Linked DNA regions of Mus musculus: all the other regions are linked to region 5. Evidence: chromatin contacts called from public Hi-C and promoter capture Hi-C data. All regions are on one chromosome and are shown on one strand. The core of a region is the stretch at or near the end of the contact, and the rest is flanking DNA. Distances in the headings are between cores, read along the strand shown.

Region 1 (3,156 bases), core at 598-3,097, 360 kb before region 5:
CCAAATCCAACACTTTCACCCTTTGATAGTACAAAGTTTAATGAGAATGTAGATATAAAGTGGTTTATAGGAGGGACAAAATGCTTGACATAATGTAGCCTTTCCCTCATAGTCCAATAATGATTATGTTTTGTCGCATCCTTATGTGGTATATCTCTTTTCTTTTATAGGTTGATATTCCAGCCAGTTCCAGGACAAATCACCAAGCACTGCCATCAGGAACTGGAATTTATGATAATGATCCCTGGTCTAGCATGCAGGATGAATCTGAATTGACAATTAGCTTGCAATCAGAGAGAAACAACCAGGGCATTGTTTATGCTTCTTTGAACCATTGTGTTATTGGAAGGAATCCAAGACAGGAAAACAACATGCAGGAGGCACCCACAGAATATGCATCCATTTGTGTGAGAAGTTAAACCTGCCACTGAGCCAGGCAGCCTACACTGCATGAGTGCCTGTCAATACCTCTGTCTGGACCTTCAGTTTCAAATAACCTTCAACCTGGAAAGTTTCAATTAAGATGCTCTGTGCTGGTGCTGCGTCTTAAAGGTCCATGAAGTATTTAGTTAAAATTTCTCCTGAAAACTTTGGGAGAGTTTTGTACAAGACAGACTCTTCCCTGGGAAAACTCATATTACGAATAGCAGAATAATAGGGCTTTTAAAATTGACCATGTCGCACCATGTCGTACCCAATGTGTGAATTCAATATTTTCTTTGGAACTACCAAACAGACTTACAGGGGAGAAAGAAGCGTGTTATTTGGATCTGCTCACTACACATTCTAGAAAAAGAATGGCCCAGTTTGACTAACTAGTCATAAATATAGTAATGATTGTATGCTCTCAGTCAGTCATGATAAGACAATTACCCATGTCAATCTATATAGATAATGCTTTATTATTTTTTTTAATGTGAAAGAAAAATTATCTTGGACTCAATTCAGAAAAAGATTAGAAAGGGTAATTGGTATAATACAGATATAGCATATGCCAGATAGATGTGGTGCCAACGATCCTTATCCCCACCAGTGAGATGCTCACCTTCAGCTGGCTTGATTGAGAAAGTAAGGTAGGTAGTAAAGGGCTCATCCACATATAGTGAGTGGATTTGCAATCAGCGTGGTAGTGTTTGGATCAAGATTAACGCACATGAATGTGATTCAATGCTGCTGGATTAATATACATATGGTACGTATGGGCCTATGAACAAGTGTCCATGGGAATGGATATATTATCAATCTAGAGCGAACTTTTAGCCCACCTTTTGCTTTACGTGAGAGCAAGCTCAAAGGGCAATTTATGAAAGGAGAATCTTGAATATTGAGTTGATCCGTAGGGACTGGCATGCATTCATTAATGCCTGTTTCTTGATTCTGAGGAAGTGAATCAGAAAAAATCATATGTAATGAAGTAGGGCCTATGGAGATCACTCAGGTTTAAATTCTGACATTGCAGCTGTTCAAGAAGATGATTATCAGGTGTTCTGAATTTCCGGATTGAGTCTAATTACTTAAAAATAGCTCATAATTTTATTCATCAGCTTGAGGCTTGAGTTCTCAGACCCTAAAACTGAATAATGGCATAGTCTTAGTATACAGCAGATTGGGCCTGAGTTAGAAGCCACTGGAGCAAACACATAAACTGTCTATGTAATTGCATGCATATATGTGGGTGTGCCTGTGCATGTGTGTGCTAGCATGCAAATGCAAGATGTGACGCCTGGAAATAAGACAAGAGAAACCAGTCCTTTTGCTGTGCTTTTTTTAGTTTGCTTAGAAGGTGCAAAGTACTAGAGAAAATGAGTCATTTATAGAAAATAACACGTAGACTGGTGAGAATGGAAGGGAGTTGAGAATGTATCCATAAACAGTGAATAAAGAGGCCTTACTACACAGCTTTTCTCACCTACTGCTCACCTCGGGTTCCAGTTCCCTGAATCTAGAACAACAAACAATGTTTTCAGACATGTTACAACCACTTCTAGTTAAGCTTGTTCAGGCAGGTGCATTTGTGGGAATTTATGCAAAAAAGACCTTAGAATAGCTGCTCATCTTCAAAATAGAAACAGGAAGGATGGGAGGGGGATGAGTACTGCACTCTGTCTCTCTTATCAGATCAACAGGCAACTTAAGCAAATCTTTCAGAATTGTCTCCGGCTTTAAAAGGAAAATACTTCGCTCTACTCTGTTTAAAACAATCTTTTAAAAACGTTGTGTGTACATGTATATTTGGGTATGCATGTATGTGTGTATATGGTGTATGTGCGTGGTGTACACACATGTGTATGCAGGAGCCAGAAGAGAAAGTCAGGCACCCTTTTCTATTGCACTCCACTTTATTCTGTTAAGGGAAGGTCTCTCATTGAACCTGGAGCTCTGCTAGCAAGCAGCAAGCCAGCGATGGATCCTCCCATCCCTGACCCCCACATTGCTAGACTATATTTGCTCATGCCCAGCTTTTTACAAGGATGTGGAGAACTGAAATTCAGGTCCTCATGATTGCATAACAAGCACTCTCACTTACTAAGCATGTTCTAATATGTTTTACAATGAAAGACGCTGCTCAAGATTTCACCTCAATGAATGATCAATTCTGTTTGTACCTTGTTTGCCAATCACATAGCATTTATGCTCTTATTCCTACTTAGTAAATATGTATGTTGTAGCTCCTCAAATAAATTTGTTCCAGCATTATTTTCATGGTTACCTAACTCACAAGTGGGAGATGATTTCATGATTTCCTTGAACTTTAAGATTGTCACTTGTACCCAGTAAGACAGTAAAATTATTAACATTTACCTGAAAATTGACAAATGACTCCTTCACCCTTTCCCCCAGCAATCAACTGCCAATAGCTCTCCAGGCCAGAGCAGCCATCTTATGTCCCTTCTCCATCCACAAGGGACATTGATGGCACCAATCTGGTATAGGTCTTGTACAAATAACCCCAGCTGCTGTGAGTTTAAGAGGACAACACTCCCGTCACGTCCAGCAGCTAGTATTTTACTATACTCTTTCCTGTGACTCAGGTCTCAGGTTCTTTCCCTGTCCTGCTTCACTCATCTTCCTCGAGCATTGGAAGGGAGTGGGTAGAGATGCCACAGGTATAGCTAAACCCTCAACGACCACTTGTTCTTCACCCTTGTTCTTCAA
Region 2 (3,278 bases), core at 628-3,127, 400 kb after region 5:
CAGCAGTTAGGGCCCATGAGGACAGTGAACCTGGAAGAGCTCCAAGAGAGGTGAGCAAGGCAAACAAAAACAAACCAAAACAAAAACCTCCCAAAACCCAAAACAACAACAACAACAAAAAACCCCAAACCTCTCTGTCCCATGCATAGAAAGCAGATGGAGGTGTCTTGAGGTCATCTTTTAAGGCAGAAGAGAAAAGCAAGTAGGTCCAGGGAATGCATGTGGGCTTGTCTGAGAGTCTAAACTTTAATTGCTATGTCCCCAAGCAAGAGAAAGAACTGGTCCACCGCTTGCTCCCTGAGTGCTTCTTAAGTACCAGCATTGTAGGATTTCACCCACCTCACCAACCTGAGCTCAGTGTGGTCTAAACATCCTGCCCAAGATAACTATGTTTTAGCAAGCCTTTCAGTGGAAAGATCAACCAATTGCCCGAGAGCACTGTCAAGCTTTGAAGCCTCTGGCAGAGGAATGCAGCAAGAACAGAGGTGCTTCTCAAGGCTCCAGTTCTACATCAGCTAGGCAGACACCTGTGTATATATAGACAAAGCTTCAAACACCGTCACTTCATCACACCTAATGACTGCCTGTGAGGACAGACTGCATCCTCTATTTCTGGCATTTCCAACAACAAAACTATGTGCCTTGATGCCCAGCCTAGAATCTGAACCTATTTTCTAACACTTATCTGATTTTTGTTTTCAAGAAAGGTCAGATAAATGAGAAAAATATTCTTTTCAGCTTCAATGTTGACCCAGAGCTAAGATTGTTAAGGACTTTCTACCCATTATTCTTGATCTCTCCCCCTTTCCCTTAAATGATTCAAGTCAGCGAGCCTTTCACATACCCAGGCCTCTGCATCAAGATGGTTAACATTCTTAGACTGAGGCCGTATGGTGTAAACAAAATAAAAACAACAAAACAACAGCGCAGTGATTCCATTCTCTCAACTGTCCCTTTTGCCAGTGATGCAGTCGGCTTGACTGACTCTCTTTACAGCAGCTACCTTCCTGTTAAGTTTTTTTTTTTTTTTTTTAATTTGGAAATAAAAAGAGATCACTGACAATTGTTTTTCAACACAACAGAAAACAACCAACCCACTAGCAAACACTAAAATGGCAGCATTAAACACAGTGCGAACAAGTAGTTATAGACGAATACCTGGGATTGCCAGATTGGAAAGGGGGACGTTGTGGAGGTGAGCGGGGAGCGAGGCCATCCAGTCGGCATTGCAGACCTCCGAGGCTGTCTTTGTCCCGCTGGGATTGGGAGAGCAGATGGTACCCATCCTGAGTTTCCTTCTGGCCTTTCTAAATGCAAGCATCCCTGTCGTCCACGATTTAGACAGGCTCAGTCTAGTGCCACTCACTCTGTGGTCATCACCGCTCGGGGCTCTCTAAACATTTCAGAGCACATGGGTCACGCCAGTCTTTTCAAGATCCTTTTCTAGCTGGGAGATGGGTCAAATAGGTGCTCCCCTGCCTGCTGCTCCCGCAGTCCCCACCCTCTTCGCCTTGCCACTGAGATCCACTCCTTTAATCTCCTCAGTCCCTGGTCAGTTAAACTTCTTAGTTCCCCTCTGGAGACGGGGGAGGCAGGCCCGAAGATACAAACCTTCCTGAAACCCACAACATCCAGGAACAGCCACACCCGGAGCTACTCACACGACAGGTGCCCACAGGGCATAGAGACGTGCCAGCGGGCTGCACACACGTGCGCACCCGGGTTGCACCATCTCTTGTTCATGGGTGCTTCCGTGGGTTTCCCCGGGCTGGTACACAGGCTGGGCCTGCCTGCACCCCCGCCCCCTGGCTTCTCTGCCCACTGCCCTGTGCTTTTCTGAAGGGCTCTCAGAAGAGTAACCGGCAGCCCCGGGACTCTGGCGGCCCCGCCCCGCACTGCCGGGCAGATTTGCCAGACTAGGCGAGCTGTGATTGGTCGTTGGCGGGATTCTCTCTGATTGGACAACGCTCTGAGGGCCCGCCCCTACATCGCGCTCCCACGCCTCCCCTGCTTCTTAGCTCCTCCCCTCTCCACTCCAGCGGGGTAGCGAGTGGACAGGTCGGGCTGCGGCCTGCTGCTCCGGAAGGGGAGATGTGCACCGTGGCCGGCTGTCCTCAGATTGATCTTTTTCTTGTAGATCTCTGACGCGACCTCAAAGGTTTCTCCTCTCTCCCTCGGCCTTACTCTCACTGCGGTGAAAATTACCCAGAAACGCGCTACTTTTTTTTTTTTTTTTTTTCAAACCACCGTAGCAGCAGAAACAGGAGAGCTAGAGAGGCCAGAGAAAGGTGCTGCTGCGGCTCCTATTTAGATGGCAGCATCAAAGCAGGTTTGTGTTTGAAACAATGCAAACTGACAGTTCTCCTGCACAGTCCGCTGAAACTGGCCAGTGCCATTATTTCCGTTTCACAGAGGAGGAGATAATGGTGCTTTGGGTTCCTGTTGCTGTTGTTTGAAACCTTTTGAATTATTTGTCTCACCTGCTCCTCACAGCATTACCACAAGACTCAGAGTTGCTGATACACTTCCTCGAATGGATGAAACAGCCTGAGGCAGGTCACGTGGTGGCAGTCTGTGCAAAGTTCATTTTGAAATGAGGTTCCCTAACTCGGTCTGTAGAACACAGACCCACTTCTCTGCTTCCTGAACTGTTCCCACTTCAAATAGTATTCAAATGTAGTACAGAGTTTTATAATCCGATATTGTTAGTTAAAATTTGTAGTTAGATTTATATATTTCTTGTATGCGTTTTTCTGTGAGAACATGCATGTGTGCAGTTCAGAGGACAGATTACTCCAGTTCTCTCCTTCCTTGAGACCGTCCCCGGGGCTCAGATCGTCAAGTTTGGCAGTAAGCACCTTTACTCACTGAGCCACCTCCAAGATCTGACCTGCATACTTTGCAAAAAATAAAAATAAAATAAAATAAATAATAAAAAAATACTATTTTGGCAAACAGATAATTTTATTTAAAAAATTTTAAATTAAGGTAGCCTTTTATAGCAAGAAGGACCCTAGAGACTCAGGAGGGCCTTAGGGGAAAAGAGAACAGTGGCCAGAACTCTTAAAACTCCTGGAGTTTATGTATAAAACCCTAGGGCAGCTGTCGTTTAATCACCAGATGACCTCCATTTTACCCCTGTATCCCAGGCTACCTGTCTTAGTTAGGGTTTCCGTTGCTGTAAAAAGACACCAAGTCCAAGGCAACTCTCATAAAAGACATTTAACTGGGGTTGGATTACTGGTTCTGAGGTTCAGTCCATTATCCTCATAGCAGGA
Region 3 (3,518 bases), core at 911-3,410, 450 kb before region 5:
CTCTGAGCATGCCTGTAAGGGACTATGTAAATTAGCTTGAGGTAGGAAGAACCACCTTACCTTTGGGGAACAGCATTTCCTGGGCTAATATCTTAGACTAAATAAGAAAGTGAAAATGAGCTGGGTGTGACTTTTTAAAAAAAATTGAAAATATTTTTCCTGTAATATGTCAATGGATGGTAGAATTCTAGTTAGGTGGCAGAAGACTACAGTGGATGAAGTGTATTTAGCAGATCTGGGGAGTACATTTCAACTTTCTGGGATTATAGCTATCGTCAGTTTTGAGTTGCCATGTGGATGCTGGGAACTGAACCTACAGACTCGAGAAAACCAGCCAGTGTTCTTTGCTTCTGGGGTATCTCTTCTGCCCCAAGCATACTCTCTCTTCTTGCTTGATGCCTGTGGGTGCCATGTGAATAACTGCTACGAGAGCTTCCGCTACCATGACCTCTTTGCTTGGTGAACCCTACGCTCAGATAGTGAGCACAAAGAAACCCTTTCCTTAACCTGCTTTGGGCAAGTATTTTGTCAGAGCAATGAGGAAAGAAACTAATATGCTATTAAAACAGAGCCTAGGGCATGATATTAACTGAAGTCGAGACTTACATTCACAAGTAGGAGCCCAACTAGATAACTAAACAAATATATTGTATTTCCAAATAAGCTATAGTTGTATGTTTTACTAGAAATCCAGAAACACTTGTTGGGCATCTGGGTATAATCAGATGTTAGATACACTGTGCTTTACCTTGCACTTAAATGATCCAAATTTCATCCAGGGTTAAAAAAATGTTGCCAAGGAACACACAAGGTTAAAGTTTAAATTTTCAATACACTTTATCATGGACACAAAGCATAGTACTTTAAAAGGCATCACGTATAATTTATTCATAAGAACACCAGGCAAATGATTAAAAGCACCCCATACACATTTCCATTTTAACTCACCTTCATTGGCAGAGTATTTTACCAGTAAGATTCGACTTGAACTTAGAGTAATGAATATAATGCCTAGCAGGAATGTGTACAGCGTTGGTGGGCCTAACCCAGGGCGCCTGGAGCATTTTCTTTCCATTCCACGGGTTTTTAATTGCCTTAAGAAGATCACTTTCATGAGCAGCCCCGTCGGCAGACCTAAGGATTAAACACAATGCAAAGACTGAAGACTGTGAAGAATAGAAAAGGAAACCTGTAGAAGTCTGGCCACAACTACAGCAGACGGAAGACAGCCGAGGACAACAGAGAGGACTTAAAGGAAACAAACCATACTGCCAACATCTGATAGGAGAGGCAAGTCTCAAGACAGAGAGGGGATGGCCAGATTGGAAATAAGTTAGGAAATGTGTAACTGACAGTTTGGGACTGCAGAAAAGCAGTTTATTCGTATTAACTTTGGTCCACAAGGAATGAATTTTGGAATGGCCTTTCCTTTCAGAGCAGAAAAAGAGCTCACTGGGAACGATTCTTTTACAGAAGCGACCTCAGTGCAAATAGTTGAATCACAGCTAATGACTCTTAAGTGAACCAGGATGGGACCAGAAGGCTCATCTTGGGTCAGTGAGCCTAACTGGTCGGTCTTTCACGACAGATGGTCACGAAACTCCAGGCAGGGTAAATACTTGCCCAACGCGCACAGGTAGGATGGGAACATAGAGCCGTCAAGGGCCGCAGACACAGGCCCAAATCAGAGAGCAGGTGGGCACAAGCCAATGGACAGAAGGCCAATGGGTCAGCACTCCTCCCACCTCCACCAGGTTTCCCTCACTGTCAGGGAAACCCTCCCACACATGCGCAATAGGAATCGCGGGCGGCTCCCAAGCCCCTTAACACGCTCGAGCCACAACACTCAGCCCGCGAGGGCGCGGTTACCTCAGTCGCTCAGGGAAGGTTCTAGTGCAAGAACGGACATCATAGAGCCGACATAGTGACTGCCTAAGTTCGTAGTAGCAGCAGTAGGTTTTGAAGGCCCATTGGTGGGGAAACTATGAGCCGGGAGCAAAGGCGACAAAAAACAAAAAACAAAAACAAAAACAAACAAAAAACAATAAAAATCAACCCTTCTCACGCTGCCTTCCAGGGCTGGAATACAAAGCTAAGAGCCGCCCGCTAGGGAAGAGCAGCCTGAGCGGCCATTGCGCAGGCGCGCTCATTCCAGCGCTTCCGGGGGGCGGGCCGGAGGGAGCAGAGGCCGGCCGGTCCCGCCCCCGCGGGCCTCCTTTTGTCACGTGTCCTGGGAGAGTCGAGTCACGTGAGGCCTTAGGTGGCGGCGGGGCTGTTGGGAGAGTGTGAGAAGAGGAAGGGGAAGCCGGAAGGGGTGTTCAGTGGAGCTCCGGGGAAGAGAGACAGCTTGGAGAAGGCCGGGGGCTGCGCGCGCACCCGCCTCTCGCTCAGCCGGCTTGGGCCCTCTGCGGTGGCGGCCAGGTGACAGCTGGGCCGGGCCTCCGCGTGTCGCCGCCCCTCCCCCCCGGCCGGGCCGGTGCCGCTGCGAGGTTCGATGCCAGTCGGGCACGTCCGGGGCAGTTTTTGACTCCCCTGTGGCCCGGATTGCGACAGTCCCTCCGTGCCCTATCGCTGCTCCAGCCCCAGGATGCAGAATGTGATCAACACGGTGAAGGGAAAGGCTCTGGAAGTGGCCGAGTACCTGACCCCGGTCCTCAAGGTAAGCGGGGAGGGTCTGGCTTGCTCTGCCCTGGTTGCCCAAGTCCCGGTCCCCAGCGTGGACGGGGTGTAGAAGGTGGAGGGGCGAGTCGCGCGGCCGGGTGCTGCCTCTTGCCTTGGGCTCCTGGGCCAGTCCCAAGGCTTGCTGGCTTCCCCGCTTCCACTAGAGTGAAACTGGGTGCCTGCTGTCTCCACTGATCAGTGCCGCCTTGGAGTGCACGGCTAGGTGGTGCGGAGCAGAGGTACGAACGTTCTGACATCCATAGTCTTTTAAATAGGTAGACTGGGTTAACCTTTGAAAAGATGACAGCTTGGTGGCTAAACAGCATGCCACGTTTCCTTCCAAGTTTCATAGGAAGTTTTGCTTTTCGGGTGATCTAATTCCCAACTTGCTTAGGTTTCAGAGGAACATAGTAAACTGTGACATGTTAGTAACTCTGAGCCGAACTAGAGCGAAACTTGACGTTTCTCAAGCCTTTAAGGTAGCCGTAAGTGATTATTAATCTTGGACTTGAGTGATCCTACAGCAACAGTTCAGCACAGCCGATTGTATATTGTATAGATTGGAAACACTATTGACATTTTTAGGTGAAAGTTGTGATAGGTTAGCTGTTAGCACAGATTGGATTACTTGCTTTCAAAAGTAAAATTTCAGGGCTTCATTCAGAGCTTTCTTACACCTTCTAGGCTACATACGGTAACTTGATTTTGCTTTGTAAAAAGCAAGCAGTAAAAGAGAAACAGATAATTTTGCGTAGTTTTTGTTCTGTACTTAGCTTTCAGTTAGAATTTTACCAATCTTAGTGCAGGGGTGAAATCTGCTGATGGGCAGAGTAGGCTGTTCGATCTTTCCTTGGCAA
Region 4 (3,555 bases), core at 147-2,646, 390 kb before region 5:
AGAGAGAACAAGAACCACTAGAGAACTATGATGGTCTGGAGTTGACAGAGTTTATTTGTGGTTTGGATGATATCTCGAGCTTTAGGATGGGTGGTGATTCAAGGCTTTTCTTCGAAACCTCTTAGGCTATTTTAGAGGTACATTGAGCCTTGTTTCTACTGCCAACAGGAGTTTTGCACCCCATTCTGAGCAAGGAAGGGGGATGAGTTGTATAAAATGAACCATAAGCAGGGTGCTTCCTTGGTCAACAGTGCAGATTCTAGGAGCTCTGCAGACTACCTGTATCATCTGGCGTACCAGGGGTGCGTGAGCATCAGCATGGATTGGCTGAGTTCCTTAAATTCTGGAGCGGCGTTCACTCATGTTGGTATTCCAGCCACTGTGGCTTATCTGGACAAATATGCAATAGGTACCCTAAATGGAGTTTGGCCTTGGAAGGGTACCATTAGCCTCTGAGGGAAAGATTTCTCAATTTCATTCAATGAGTTAAACTGCACAGGTGCCACCTCTCCATTTGGAATTACCAAATTCCTGTTGTTATAAGCTAGTGATTGAACGTGGGCTGCGTGCCCACAGCCCCTCAGCAACCCTGAGCTATCCAATTTTGAACTTTTTCCATTTCTTACTTTACTGCTTCATCTCGACAACAACCACATAAAGCATGCGGAAAATGAAAGTTTCCTCTAATTGGCACTCAAGTGCTCATTTTGCTTAGAACTTTAATATTTAGGAAGATCGTGTAGCTAGTACTAACGGCAAGCATGTATTCCGTTGATAGGCATCTACAGACTGAAGAAGGAGGCCCTTCCCTCTTCTGTTGATGAAATGCACCCTGTCAGTCATTTTCTCCATAACGTCAGATAAGTCTTCATTGGTTTCATGACAAGGAACATTCTCATCTTACTGTGCCTTTATGGGAGCATGGGGGGAGGGTTGTAAGATACATTACACTGATGAAGTATCATAATCACAAACTATAAAAAGGGGAAATATATGCTTACCATAGGTACTTTTTGTATGAATTTCCTGACCCTGATTTGATCAGAATCTAAACCTAAAGACTGTAACAATTTAGATCTTTTTTTTTTTAAGTTTAATTGTTCACTTTGAGAAAAACCTCAAGGTTATGCAAGAATGGTGGCAGAGCGGAAGCAAGGAGCCAGCTGCTTTGCACATCAGAGGGCTTGAAAGAGAACAGCAGGTCGGATCAGAAACAAAACCACAGCAGGGCCTCTTGCTCTCACAAATCCTTCGGACTACTCACACTGTCCTCTCCCACCAGGTCTCCTGATTTGATTTAAATTAATTAATTTATTTTGGCCTAAGATGCTGCTAGTGTGAATAACGTGACCCAGCTCTGAAGATCTCTAGGGAGGAAGAGGAAGTTTGCCCTTACCTGACACGTGCTGGGAATGAAGACAGTGCCTGCCATGCTTGGGACTCCTCGGTTATTTAGGGAATTCTTCATCCTCCATCTGGGCCTCTGGAGCATCCTTTGTGAGAAAGCTACTAAGAGGAATGGTAAGGGACCTACTAAGAAAGCTGGTTTTCTTCCTCGGGGTTCCTGTCAGTGATAGTTGAGCTTGCTCTGTGGAGAGGGATGTTCATGTCCAGGGCATATATAGCTCAGAGTGATGAGTCCCTTTTGCTTCTTGAAAACGCTCCAGGATGTGAGTGAAGTTAGGACATGCTACTCACCTGGCTACAGAGCAAAAACTGATCCATAGCTGGAGCTAAGTTTCCTAAAACCAGGTCCTGATGGTAAGTGAAGAGATTTGAGCAGATGTTATAAATGTGTCAGTACAGATTTGTCACTATTACAAAACTCTCTGTGGCTGCCATGCTAACAGAAAAGACTTGTTACGTTCATGTCTTGGTATCAGATGTCAGCAGGATGTTGTAGTGCTTACTGGGGTGGGAAAGCTTTTGGATACTTGTGGTTATAGCTGTGGCCATGGTTACACTCAAATAATGTTCAATCTAAATAGACTGCCTCCTTCTTTCTGTGGGGTATACTATGAGAATACTGTGGGGTGTACTATGAGAGTACTAAGCAGGCTTCTCGATGTGAGGCTGAAGAGTAAATCATGAGTGTCGCTTTAGTTTGTCTGGACAGGATGATTTGTGAATGGTCGCCAACTGAAAATAGGAAACAATTCTCCATAGTTTATGAAGACAAGGTCTGTAATGCTTGGGATCCTTGGGTTATTTATCTTCCACCATCACACGTGTAGCAACTGGGCACATTCGTGTTGGATTGAAAAATAGAACCACTGAGGTCCTGTGGAATGTCATCTTGAAATCTGGAACTGTGAGGTTTAGGATTCAATGATCTGATGTCACAAGACCACCTAGCCAAGAGCAGAGTAGAACTTCTTCTTAGTCATTCAAGCCCTTGTTTATTATTACCCACCTCTGAAAGACAAGAGGAGTCAAATATTAATTCTATTTAATTCTAAGGGACCTCTTGCAGACTGGACTCTGTGAAACAAAGGAAATATTTTTAATTTTATAGCACAATTGGGGTTGTAATTCGCATTATATTCTTCTACCCAGTATGTTATAATCTGGTATTTATTACGCACAGAAACTTGGTTATCAGGTGGGAGTATTTATTCCCTCTGCTACTTACATTATGAACTCAGTTAAGTTTCTTCTCCTTTCTTAGTTTTCCTTTCTTCATTAAAAAATATATAATTATACCTAGCAGTTGGCCTTTTCTTATACCTATAGTGCCTAGCTATGGTAAGTAGATGCAATTAAAGCTTGATAAATGTTAATGGTGACCTTTGCCAATAGTTTTTTCCTTCAGTACCTTTGATAAAATCCAATTAAATGAGAACTTAGGTTTAACATTAAAACCTTAAGTAGATCTAGTTTTAAAAATCGCCAAATGCTATAGATATTTAGTTATGAAGTAAGATTATAATGCAGGCATACATTGTAGAATGTTTAAATCAATTGAGCTAACTTGCCTATGACCTTACATACTTATCATTTTAAATTTACCAGATCTTAATTTTAAAATAATTAGCTGTAGTCACTGTGTTTTGACTAGAACATTTTACTTATGTCTAGCTCTGACTTCATGCTTTGTTATTAATGTCTCACTAATACTTGCTTCAAATAATTAATATTTTGTTTGAAATTTTTATCCCCAAACATAATAAATCAATATATAGAGAAAATGAAATGGAAAGATTTAGATAAGCACAGGCCAGGTGCCTTATTCAGCAGTTTTTATGGTGGATTACAATGTTGCTCATATTAAATTACTAACATAGACTGGGTGTTGATAGGATGGCTCAGTGGGTAGAGGTGCTTGCTGCCAAATCTGATAAATTGTGTTCAATCCCTAGGACCCACATGGTAGAGGGAGAAAACTTAACCTGGAATCTTGAAAGTTATTAATATTCTCTCTAATCCCTATTCATGTGTTATCCCCCCAAACACACACACACACACTCCAGTGCACATGCACACACACATGTGCATATACACATTAAATAAATGTAATAAAATATATTTTAAAAGAATATAGGTCGAGAAAGGAGC
Region 5 (3,108 bases), core at 493-2,992:
CAATCCCCGCCCCTAATGCTTTGACTCTGGTTGTAAACAGCCAGTGTAAACATTTGGGGAGAATTAGGAGGTGTGGCCTTGTTAAAGTATGTGTGACCTTTTTTCAGTTGTGGGGGAGGGTGGTGGTGGTGGTGGTTAAAGCTTTCAAAAAAATCCCAAACAAGGCAAAGTCCTTGTTCTCTCTGCTGCCTGCAGATCAGGATGTGAAGTTCTCAGCGACTGCTCCTAGGCCACGCCTGTCTGCTTTCCACCAGAGTGAATCCCCTGAAACTGGAAGCAAGCCCACAATTACTTTCTTCCATACGGGGTGATTTGTTCATATTGTCTTTCACAGCAACAGAACAATAACTAAGACAGTCCCCATCCTGCTGTTTGCCTTAGATATGACTTCTGTATTGCTGAAAGTCAAATAAAGAAATATATCTCCTCTGTTCTGCTCACTGTTGAGCCCAAGGTCCTCGGCACACAGTAGGTTCTCAACACACACTTGTTGACGGGATGAACAAATGAGTAACCAAACAAGAAACAACCATCATTCAAACGATGATTGCAGTCCCAGGATTCATTTAAGCAGTATAACTTATATACAGTTTACACATCCTTAGTACCATAGTAAAGAAGGCACAGACACACAGCCACTACGGTGGAGACAAAGAACAAGATCCTTTCCTAATATCATTGCCACCTGTCTGTGCAGGGAGTGGGGTGCTCCTGGCAAGCAGTCCAGGAGATATTCAGGTTATTTCTGGGTCCTGGGAGTCTGGGCCTCTGAAATGCAAGGTATCTGCAGCAATATGGACTCAAATTCTGCCTTTAGAGGGCAGCCAAGAGCAATAGCAATAAGGCTCTGTGTTTAGGGAGTCTTTGATAGCCCTAACCAACAGCTCAAAAGATGATTTATAAAGGGTGGTGCTGCCGTTTCGGTTAGATGAATTTTGACTTTTGGAGGAGGCATTGTCAGACAAGATGGGGAATTTTTATTTAAACCAATATATTTATGCACGGACTTCCATAACTACAGGTATTTTTAGGTAGAGAGCTAGTAGTATGACTCCTTATGACTTTTTCAGCCATCCTTACTGTTATTTTACCTTCTTCCTTCTGGATTTATCATCCTTCACACACACACACACACACACACACACACACACACACACACACACAGTAATTAGAGTGCTCCTATTTTTCCCATTTCCCACATCAAACCATTTTACCCTATGATTCCCCTCTCTATGGCTCTGTGGCCACTTCACTCAGCAATGGTCCCTCTCAACTTGCCTTGTTTGTACAGTTACTCCAGTATATGTGCTCGTGAGTACATTTTGAAAGTTTATATATGCCCAGCTAGACTGTGGCTTGATTCTGTTTTCCCTTTTGGAGTTTTTTTTTTTTTTTGAGGGGGGGTATTTGATATTTCAGACTTTTTTGTTTTGTTTGCTTCTAAACAATGATCCTCTCCCATTTGACTTTCTTACTAAATACAGGTGTCTGCCATGGAAAATCTCCCATGGTTCCTCCGTTAGGAAAAGCCTGGGACTCCCTAGTGGCTAACCCTCTCCCTAACCAACCTTTTTTTCCTTTGGTTAATAGTCTGGTGCATCAAGGCCCTGGTCTTTCAAGACACACAAATGTGCCTCTCATCTCCCCCTCAGCCTCTTCCTCCACCATCCAGCAGGCACCTCCTCTTTCTGACTCTACACGGGTGACCAGAGCAGCTCTGAAGCTACTGTCAGTCGGAAACTGCCAGTTACAGAGCACAGTGCCAGACCAAGGTGCAAGCCGGCTGAGAAGGAAGTGGAGACTACCAGAGGGAAGGTGCTGAGGGGCCTGCCTCATGGGGAACTGTTTGCAGAGGACAACCAGGTGAGCTCACTCCCTCCTGCGAGCAGAGACCTGAGCCAGAGGTGAAAGAAAAAAAGAGGACAGCTTTTAGGGTGAATGGACTAGGGAAGGGGTGTGACAAGAATTCAGTCCCTCCTGAGCCATACACCATGTGACTATCCTTACAGGTTTTCACACACAGAGACAATGAGAACATAAGAACAGGTGAAATGAGAGAAAGAACTTATTAAAGGAGGACTCCTGTCCATCTAAGAAATGAAACAGCTGTCCTGGGGCTGGGGAAAGGCATCCTTTCTTGGGCCCTGGATGTTCCTGAATGAGTTATATGTGCCCACCCTTTCGGGGAGTCTTTATAAATTTAAAATAAACACCACATTTCCTGCCATGTTGAGACGGCAGTTAGTACACTTATAGGCGGGTTAAGGAAAAGGTCTTGTCACTAGGGAGAAGACTTGCCTTCATCTTCCTGGACTTTGGTCTCCTCATTTTAAATGGAAAAAAAATTTATAATCCTACCCGGAGGTTCCAAGTGTAGATGGTGGCACCATGGTCCCTGACAGAGAAGGTCTCAGTGATGGGGGACTCTTCTCAATTTTCAGAGCAAATTTTTCATTCAATCAAAGAGAACACATGTAAAAGAAAATATGATCACACAAAATAAGAGAATTTCTATGGTATAAAGTTAGGTGATCTATAGAGGTCTGGCAGGGGGTCTTCCTTGCTGCCTTGGTCTTATATAACATATAAAGGGGAACATAGAAAAATGACGTCTTACACAAATGCTACTTACCCAAAGGAGGCTTGGCAGTATTCACGTCTTTTCCAGAGAGCCAGTATTTGCCCTGGACTCTCCCAAGCCTCCTCCTGCTTCTAGTAGCCTTAGTAAGATTATGAATGGCTGCCCTTATAGCTCCCTGTGACATCCTGTAAAGCACAATTGCTTCTTAATTTCTGCTCACTGCTTTGTGAATGCCTGGTTCTTGCCTTTGTTTCTGGCACACAGCAGGTACTCAGTGCTAGACTGATGACTGGAAGCATTCCTGAGGAGAGAGAAAGCAAAATGAAGATATGGTATAGATGAAGAAGCAGTGATAGATGACATACCTGCACTTTCGTGTTTCAGAACTTTGCTGTGGGGTTAAGTGGTGTAGCACCAAAGTATATTTACTATGAGAAGGTGAAGTGTATAGAAATACAAGCAGAAGAAGATGAGATGAGCTGCTAACCACACTTAGAGTTACAGCTTTATACCCACAGTCTTTATTT

What was found. Promoter capture Hi-C pulls out the DNA fragments that hold promoters and counts their contacts. A called contact is a pair of places that touch in the nucleus more often than the background predicts.
Region 1: a contact with region 5 is called in a Hi-C map of centroblasts, with 2.5 times the contacts expected there. The contact joins the enhancer-like site here to the promoter of Gcsam in region 5. A contact is called at or near these places in 7 of 39 promoter capture datasets (the C10 cell line, cranial neural crest, embryonic stem cells and 3 more), 2 of 15 datasets of contacts at CTCF or cohesin (the NIH/3T3 cell line and pro-B cells), 3 of 484 Hi-C or Micro-C datasets (centroblasts, embryonic fibroblasts and germinal center B cells), 1 of 115 datasets of contacts at active chromatin or transcription factors (stem cell-derived neural progenitor cells) and 5 of 9 other capture datasets (adipose tissue, embryonic stem cells, liver and 2 more).
Region 2: a promoter capture Hi-C map of hippocampal neurons shows a contact between it and region 5, with 2.2 times the contacts expected there. The contact joins the promoter of Plcxd2 here to the promoter of Gcsam in region 5. A contact is called at or near these places in 3 of 39 promoter capture datasets (the 3T3-L1 cell line, embryonic stem cells and hippocampal neurons).
Region 3: a promoter capture Hi-C map of liver shows a contact between it and region 5, with 2.9 times the contacts expected there. The contact joins the promoter of Slc35a5 here to the promoter of Gcsam in region 5. A contact is called at or near these places in 15 of 39 promoter capture datasets (3T3-L1-derived adipocytes, the C10 cell line, the HPC-7 cell line and 10 more), 1 of 15 datasets of contacts at CTCF or cohesin (the NIH/3T3 cell line), 2 of 484 Hi-C or Micro-C datasets (liver and uterus), 12 of 115 datasets of contacts at active chromatin or transcription factors (bone marrow-derived macrophages, embryonic basal ganglia, embryonic forebrain and 8 more) and 2 of 9 other capture datasets (adipose tissue and embryonic stem cells).
Region 4: a contact with region 5 is called in a promoter capture Hi-C map of neural stem cells. The contact joins the promoter of Btla here to the promoter of Gcsam in region 5. A contact is called at or near these places in 15 of 39 promoter capture datasets (the 3T3-L1 cell line, 3T3-L1-derived adipocytes, the C10 cell line and 9 more), 3 of 484 Hi-C or Micro-C datasets (bone marrow-derived macrophages, cerebral cortex and nephron progenitors), 1 of 115 datasets of contacts at active chromatin or transcription factors (thymic regulatory T cells) and 5 of 9 other capture datasets (adipose tissue, embryonic stem cells, liver and 2 more).

Annotation. Positions count from the first base shown.
Region 1 is chr16:45,250,179-45,253,334 of GRCm38.p6, forward strand. It overlaps Btla (B and T lymphocyte associated), which reads left to right. Exons shown (of 6, transcript NM_001037719.2): 6 at 171-2,717. The coding sequence ends at 419. Among named protein-coding and RNA genes, the nearest start is that of Btla, 27 kb to the left of the region's middle. Within about 2 kb of position 1,848, at least 47 of the 459 cell types and tissues checked have an H3K27ac peak or open chromatin away from gene starts, as enhancers often do. A contact at or near this core is called in centroblasts, germinal center B cells and pro-B cells, where this site is marked.
Region 2 is chr16:46,008,536-46,011,813 of GRCm38.p6, forward strand. It overlaps Plcxd2 (phosphatidylinositol-specific phospholipase C, X domain containing 2), which reads right to left and starts at 1,878. Exons shown (of 4, transcript NM_001134480.1): 1 at 1,159-1,878. The coding sequence starts at 1,321.
Region 3 is chr16:45,156,513-45,160,030 of GRCm38.p6, forward strand. It overlaps Slc35a5 (solute carrier family 35, member A5), which reads right to left and starts at 2,161. Exons shown (of 7, transcript NM_028756.4): 1 at 1,870-2,161; 2 at 949-1,134. The coding sequence starts at 1,114. Atg3 (autophagy related 3) reads left to right here and starts at 2,317. Exons shown (of 12, transcript NM_026402.3): 1 at 2,317-2,659. The coding sequence starts at 2,588.
Region 4 is chr16:45,222,941-45,226,495 of GRCm38.p6, forward strand. It overlaps Btla (B and T lymphocyte associated), which reads left to right and starts at 1,397. Exons shown (of 6, transcript NM_001037719.2): 1 at 1,397-1,521. The coding sequence starts at 1,413.
Region 5 is chr16:45,608,698-45,611,805 of GRCm38.p6, forward strand. It overlaps Gcsam (germinal center associated, signaling and motility), which reads left to right and starts at 1,743. Exons shown (of 5, transcript NM_008099.4): 1 at 1,743-1,863. The coding sequence starts at 1,835.